Regions from separate parts of the Cricetulus griseus genome. Here region 2 is linked to region 1. Evidence: chromatin contacts called from public Hi-C data. All regions are on one chromosome and are shown on one strand. Each heading gives the region's core, a stretch centred on a gene start, on an enhancer-like site or on the middle of the called end of the contact. The rest is flanking DNA. Distances are from core to core; before and after follow the strand shown. Region 1 overlaps Capzb (F-actin-capping protein subunit beta). Region 2 holds the start of Nbl1 (neuroblastoma suppressor of tumorigenicity 1).

Evidence for each region. Hi-C and Micro-C count contacts between places; a contact is called where the count stands out from the background.
Region 2: a Hi-C map of liver shows a contact between it and region 1, with 3 times the contacts expected there. The contact joins the promoter of Nbl1 here to the enhancer-like site in region 1. A contact is called at or near these places in 2 of 8 Hi-C or Micro-C datasets (the CHO-K1 cell line and liver).

Annotation. Positions count from the first base shown.
Region 1 is chr2:14,054,649-14,057,905 of CriGri-PICRH-1.0, forward strand. All of the region lies in intron 2 of Capzb (F-actin-capping protein subunit beta), which reads right to left. Among named protein-coding and RNA genes, the nearest start is that of Slc66a1, 62 kb to the left of the region's middle. Within about 2 kb of position 1,408, at least 1 of the 6 cell types and tissues checked has open chromatin away from gene starts, as enhancers often do.
Region 2 is chr2:14,218,594-14,221,503 of CriGri-PICRH-1.0, forward strand. Nbl1 (neuroblastoma suppressor of tumorigenicity 1) reads left to right here and starts at 1,306. Exons shown (of 3, transcript XM_027399829.2): 1 at 1,306-1,439.

The DNA of each region.
Region 1 (3,257 bases), core at 158-2,657:
GGAGCAGCTGCCCCAGAGTGCACTGGGGGTACCACCTACCCGTCCTGCCCCTAATCCTGAGACTGGCCTACTAGCTGTCCCCTCAACATGCAAGTTTGTTTACAAACCCTCCCCACTGAGAGCTGGTGTATACACTGTAGGATGATGAGTTAAATATGAATTTCAGATTTATGATGAAGACCATTTTAGTCTGACTCTGCCTCAAATGTTCCACGGGACAACCAACAGTCTATCACATTCCCCTTCTGGGTCCCAATGTTCCTGCAGGCCCACCCTGCACTCCCACTCCTCAAAAGGGGTTCCTGGAATAACCCTGTGTCAGCAGGACAGTGAATAAGCCTGAGCTGGCTGTCCTAATACCACCAATAGACTGCTCTTCCCTGCCCCGTGTCAACTGGGTTAATGCTGTGCCCAACGAGGCCCTGAGGGCACCCCAACCAAGCATTGTGTCCCATCAGCTGCAGAGGGATCTCAATCTATGCTCAGGCACCTGAGATCACACTGGAGAGCAATGGCTGCTCATCTCTGAAACCCAGTAGATTATTCAAAATTTCTCCCCTCCGTTCTTCCCACCCACTGGTTGTGTCATATTCTTGGTTGTCACAAATTGTAAGTTTAAAGAGCAACTTAAATGCATGGCCAGGTCCAACTAGCTAAGAGTCCACTGTGTGTGCCTTGTGGCCGTGGCTCTGCAGCCTTTAAGGAGAGGAGTGGAGCCAGCACAAATGGCTTTTGGTTGCTCCCCAAACTGCACACTTGACCTACCTTGCTACCACTGGCCTCTGCACGGAACGTTTACCTAACACCAAGGGAGTTGGTCAACCCAGGCTGCTGGGAGTACTTAATTTCCAGTGACACCATTTAATGTTGCTGGGACAGGGCCTGCTGTCACCTCCAGAGGGAAGGCTCAGAGCACAGCATTCTTTATTGCACACTAGCCAAGGGGCAGGAACCAGGTGCTCTTGTCTGGCTTTGGGTTCAGCCCAAGCACAGCAAAGAAAGCTTTAATAGGGTACAGGACAACGGCATGTGCCTGTTGCCCCAACTACTCAGGAGACCGAGGCAGAAGAAACACTTTACTCCATGAGTTCAAGACCAGTGTAGGCCACACAGCAAAACCTTATACCAGATAATGCCGGTAATAAACCACAAAAGAGATGAGCATCTGCCACCATGGGGCCAAGTCTGTTGGCATTACTCACTCCGATCCCCAGGGCAGGTCTTCATAGAGACCATTTATTTTAAAGAAGGGGCACACGGGGCCTGAGCAACAAGCTGCTTAGAGTCACACAGCCAGTAGCCAGCATCTAAGAGGGGCATAAGGGACACAGTTCAGCTGGGTTAAGAAATACATCTCAGTGCTGCTCCTGCCCAAATGGCGTGCTTTCCTCCTATCTAACCCAACAGCTGATCGAATGAAAGGCAACACAAATCAGAAGCTTCCGGCCACAAGCAAGCCTGTGTGAGCTGTCATATGGTTCTACTTTGCCTCTTCCTCTTTTCCATTAGTTATTAATTTTGAAAAAAAAAAAAAAACTTGTTCAACCAGAAAAAGAAACTCGAGATGAACCCTTTAAAAAAAAAAAAAAAAAAGCACAAAAGCCAGAGTGGTTCAACTCTCCGGATAATCTAATCCCTGGCGCCCTCGTCTTTTAGAAGTGAACCCTTGGACCTTGATTTTTTAAAAAATGGCCAAGTGAACACATTCCATCGTTTGATCTGCTTGCTGGCTGAGAGCCCGCCACCAGAGAGATAAGGATCGAAAGCAGACCCTGTCCACTCGGGTGCACATGCAGATGAGTGATGGTGAAATCAAGGCTTGGGAGAGAGTCCCAGCTGGCCCCACTCCAGAGAAGAGGGGTAGATGCCAGAGACCCCAATGGCCAGCAGAGGGCTCTGCTTACAACCAGATCCTGCTTTCCGCAGGGCCCCAAAGTCATACTTTTAAAAAAATAAAGCAACGGAAGCAAGGAAGAGTGTCCCTAGCGGCACACATGTCAGCATCAGAAACACAACACATGGTGGGAAGGCAAACAGGTTCAAACTCTGGTCTGCCATTACCGGCCTCCTAACCCAGGAACTGGGAGTTCTAACACCCCACAGAGAAATTCTTCCCATACACTAAATACCGGAGTGCCCGCTGCAGGCACAGGACAAGGCAGACATACACAGTTCTCTGGTCAGCAAGGTCCAGTCATGGAAACAGACTAGAGAAGGGAAGGTTTGTGCCAATGGGAGATCTCAGTATTGCCAGGGCAGGAAAAAAAAAAACAAAAAACCTGGGGACACAAGATGAGGCTGGGGGTGGGGGGTGACATGCAAATGACAGAGATGGCAAGGAAAAGAGGAGGGGTATCGGCACACAGCTCTGCAGCAAGAGCCCACCAATGAAAGTGTGAGAGTCAGGGTGTGCACACAGCAAGAATGGTCCCTGTGAGGCATACAGCCAGACACAGAAGGCCAGGAAAGCAAGCTGTCCCAAACCAGTCAAGCTGGGAAGGCAGGGGAAAGAGATGACTGAGCAACAGGGTTTGTGCCCACCACCAAGTAGGGCCTGCTCTCTCAAAGTTCAACAGCAGGGTGGGGCTCCTGCACGGTGTGGCCCCCAGCTCCTCCAGGCCTACCACTGCTCCTCTTTACTGGACACTAGATTCTTATGCAGAAAGATACCCATAACCCTCATCTGAATATGGTGACCTGTAGGGTGTAGCATTATTAACACTATTGTATGTACACATCAAGTGTGAGAAATCCCTTCCCAACTTTAGAAGTACGAAATGCAAGTGATCCACATGAGAGAGCTGGCAGGGCAGTCTTGCTCCTGGATGGCTCCCAGCTCCTGGTGGGCTGTGCTCTGGTGCCTGAGGGCCCACAGCAAATGGCAATGAGGTGCCCAATGTTGACACAGCATTAGAACTCTGAACAAGCCATGGAGGCCCAGCTCTTTGTAACATGAATGAGTGGATCGAGGCGGGTATAAGGCATCAGGCACAGGGAGGAGTGTGGCCACACCCTTTGTGTTTTCCTCAGTCCTAGGGCCGAGTCTGAAGGAGGGCTCCACCAGCACAAGCAATTGGAAGCTGCGGCTCAGTTTCAGACCTTGAACATTTCACAGCTGGGGCTTAGCTGCTTTTATTATCTCTGTGGTCACTCAGGACAGGGTTCTCAGAGTTCATCAAAAGCTCGAAATCTATAAAGCAAAATCCATGAGTTACAAATGGCCAAGGCCAGGCCTTGACATCCACCAAGTACAAATG
Region 2 (2,910 bases), core at 56-2,555, 160 kb after region 1:
CTCTCACTGTGTAACTTTTGGATGAGCTACTTCAGCTGTTTCTGGACCCATTGCATTTATTAAATGGAGCTAGCACTGAAATGAAACGAAGAGCTCTGCCTTCAAGGGGCTGATGGGGGACATTGTAAAGAGAGATCAGCATGAACAGATGTATTCCAGGCTGCAAGATCACACCTGGAGGAGGAAGACGTGGAAGCCACCTGAGGACCCCGGTAGACGAAGAATGCATTGAACAGGAGATAGAGGGAGGGGACAATCTAGGCTGAAAAACAGCATTAACAGCTGTTGATTTGGGGAGCAGGCGGCCTTGGACAGCCAAGATGTTACCATTAGGCCACTAGGAGGCCTTGCCAACCCCCACCCTCATGCTTGGCAACTTGAAGATGTCAGGTGAGCAGGGTTGAGTCCATCTGAATGACTGAAATACGTGATATGGACCACCAACTTTCACCATCCTGCTCGTTGATGCCCTGGGCTGTCACCTCCAAGGGACAAGAAAGACACCACCTTCTTCCTCCTCTTAGGGTGGCCTGGAACTGGCTGTTTAGTTGACCGTGGGTCTTGGGTGGGCGCCGCTGTTCTCAGTTTATGGGGTCCTGAGGATAGAAGCCAGGTCTCCTGCATGCGAGGCAAGCAGTCTGCCAAACTGGGCGACAGCCCCAGTCCGGATCGACCTTATTCTTTTGGAACAGGCTACACCGGTGCAATTTCATCTCAGTGGATTAGGTAGATATTCCCTCCTTCAGGGGACCTGCACTGTCCCCTCTTCAAAGAGCCCGAGTGAGTCTGTTTTGGCTTCTCAGACCTTTCTCTGGATGCCCTAGCTAAGTTGTTTGGAGGTCAAGGGGCAAGGAGCACAGCCCAGATCGGAACCCAGCCTCCTGAGGGAAGGTTGGGAGCAGCTTCGGATGGGCTCCTGGTGCTGGAACCCCAGTAGGCTGGAGTGTTGCACTCAGCAAGTGTCCAAAGTCTGTTACTGTCTCTCCAAGGCCTGGCAAGACCTGATAGCACAGAAAAGCCTGGCTGAGGGGAATCAAAGCCTGAGAAGCGGCCGGGTGCCTGGCTTGTGCCCTTTCATCTCTGTCCCGGCCGTCGGGAGAGTGGGGCCCGCGGCCTGGGCGCCCCTGCTCGCGCGCGGAGGGAGCGGCCCTCGCCCGCCGGCCCGCCCGCCCTGCCCGCGCGGCCCTCCCCTCGCCGCCGCTGCCCCCGCCCTCGCTCCCTATTTGGAGCTGAGACACCCTGACGTCGGAGGCGCTCGGCCCGCCGCTCCCCCGCGCCTCGCGCCCGCCTGGGGCCGCAGACGGCCAGAAGAGCAGCCCAGCCGAGCCTCGCGGGGTCACTCCAGCCCAAGGACCCCGGGTGTGGGATCCCCGAGGCCCCCAACCACCTCCCAGGACCCCCAGGAGGACGCGCCGCGCTCCCTGCTGCCGCCGCGCGCGGTAAGTATCGCCCGGGCCCGCACGCTGGAGCGGGGCAGCCGGGGTCCCCTTGCTACCGCGCCCCACAGCATCCCTAGAGTCCCGCAGTTCCACTCTGCGTCCCGCCAGCCCGTGACCCCCGAGCCGCGCAGCTCAGCGGCCGGCCCGGCGTCTCCGATCGCCCGCGCTGGGGACGTGGGCGCGGCTCCCGGTGGCCAGGGGGCACCAGCGGCGTCCCGAGCCGGTCGCCAGCCGCGCCCCGAGGCTCCGTTTCTTGTAGGAGTTTCGCCGCCAGGACTAAGAGTGGGAGGGAGAGCGTCGCCCGGCGGGCGCCGGGCAGCGCTGGGACTCTGGGCTCGTTCTTCCTTTGGCTCCGTCCTTGTCCCCCACTCGGTCCCTGTCTCCATCCACAGGTCTCTGACTCTCCATCGCTCCATTTCCGCCTCCACGCTCTCGCAGGAGTTCTGTCCCTCCCACTGTCCCCCTCGTGCCTCGATTTTCACTTTCTTTGCCTTCGTGTTTTCTCTCGGCGACTGAGCGCCTCCCTGACCTCCACCCTTCAAATCAAAGCATCCCGCCCCAGCTTCCGAGGCGCGGTCCCCCAGTTGGGCTCGCGCAGAGTTCCTTTGGCACTACGAAAGACCCCAAACTCCCCTCTTTCCTGCCCCCAAAGTCTGGCCGGTGTCAATCCCCCCTGCAGAAAGGGAGAGGGAGAGCAGGCGTGAGCGCCCGAGCTAGCTAGCTAGCCTTTCCTGGGGCTCTAGCGAGCCTTGTAAGCATTCCACCCCAATGAGGCAGTGTTCACCGCAGGGCTCTGCTGCCGGCCACCTGCCCTCCAGCCGGCTCTGGCTCCTGGGCCAGGCGATGATCTTTTACAAGCGTCACTAAAGGGGGCAGCTGCTTGACTTGGCCTGGTTGCGGGGGAGCAGGAGGGAGGAGCGGGCGGGCATTTAGGGAGAAAGCCACATTTCCATGCTTTCCGAGGCCCTTGCCTTGCTGGAAGCCACCAGCCTGCAATTCGGAACACCCCAGGAAAACAGCCTGCTGGCACAGGCTGAGAGTGGGGAAGTAAGTTGTCAACAGGCAGCCCCCCACTCTTTGTCACTAAGCAGCCAGCCCCCTGAGACACCCACGGATGCTGGAACTGCCTGGGCGGATTTGTCTTGAGTTAGAGCCAAAGAAGAGACAAGGCTGGGGCGTTTCCTTGGTGACCCCCACCCCTCTCCACCCTTCCCTGAAAGCCAGACCTCTCTCCTGGGCCTGTATGTTGGAGGGGTAAGCAGGGGAGTGGAGGCTGCGCCATAGCCAGAGGTACAGCCTCCTTAAAGTGAAATTTCAGCTCCTTCCTCCTGCTGGCAACCCCAGGGGTCGGAGGCTGTGGGGTGGGCAGGGTTGTTGGTGAGGTCTGAGGGGAACTTCTGTTGAGCAGATGTGTAAGCCTGCCCTGCAGCCGGTAGTTAGCATACATTTGTTTTGGAGACTGTTTTTGGTC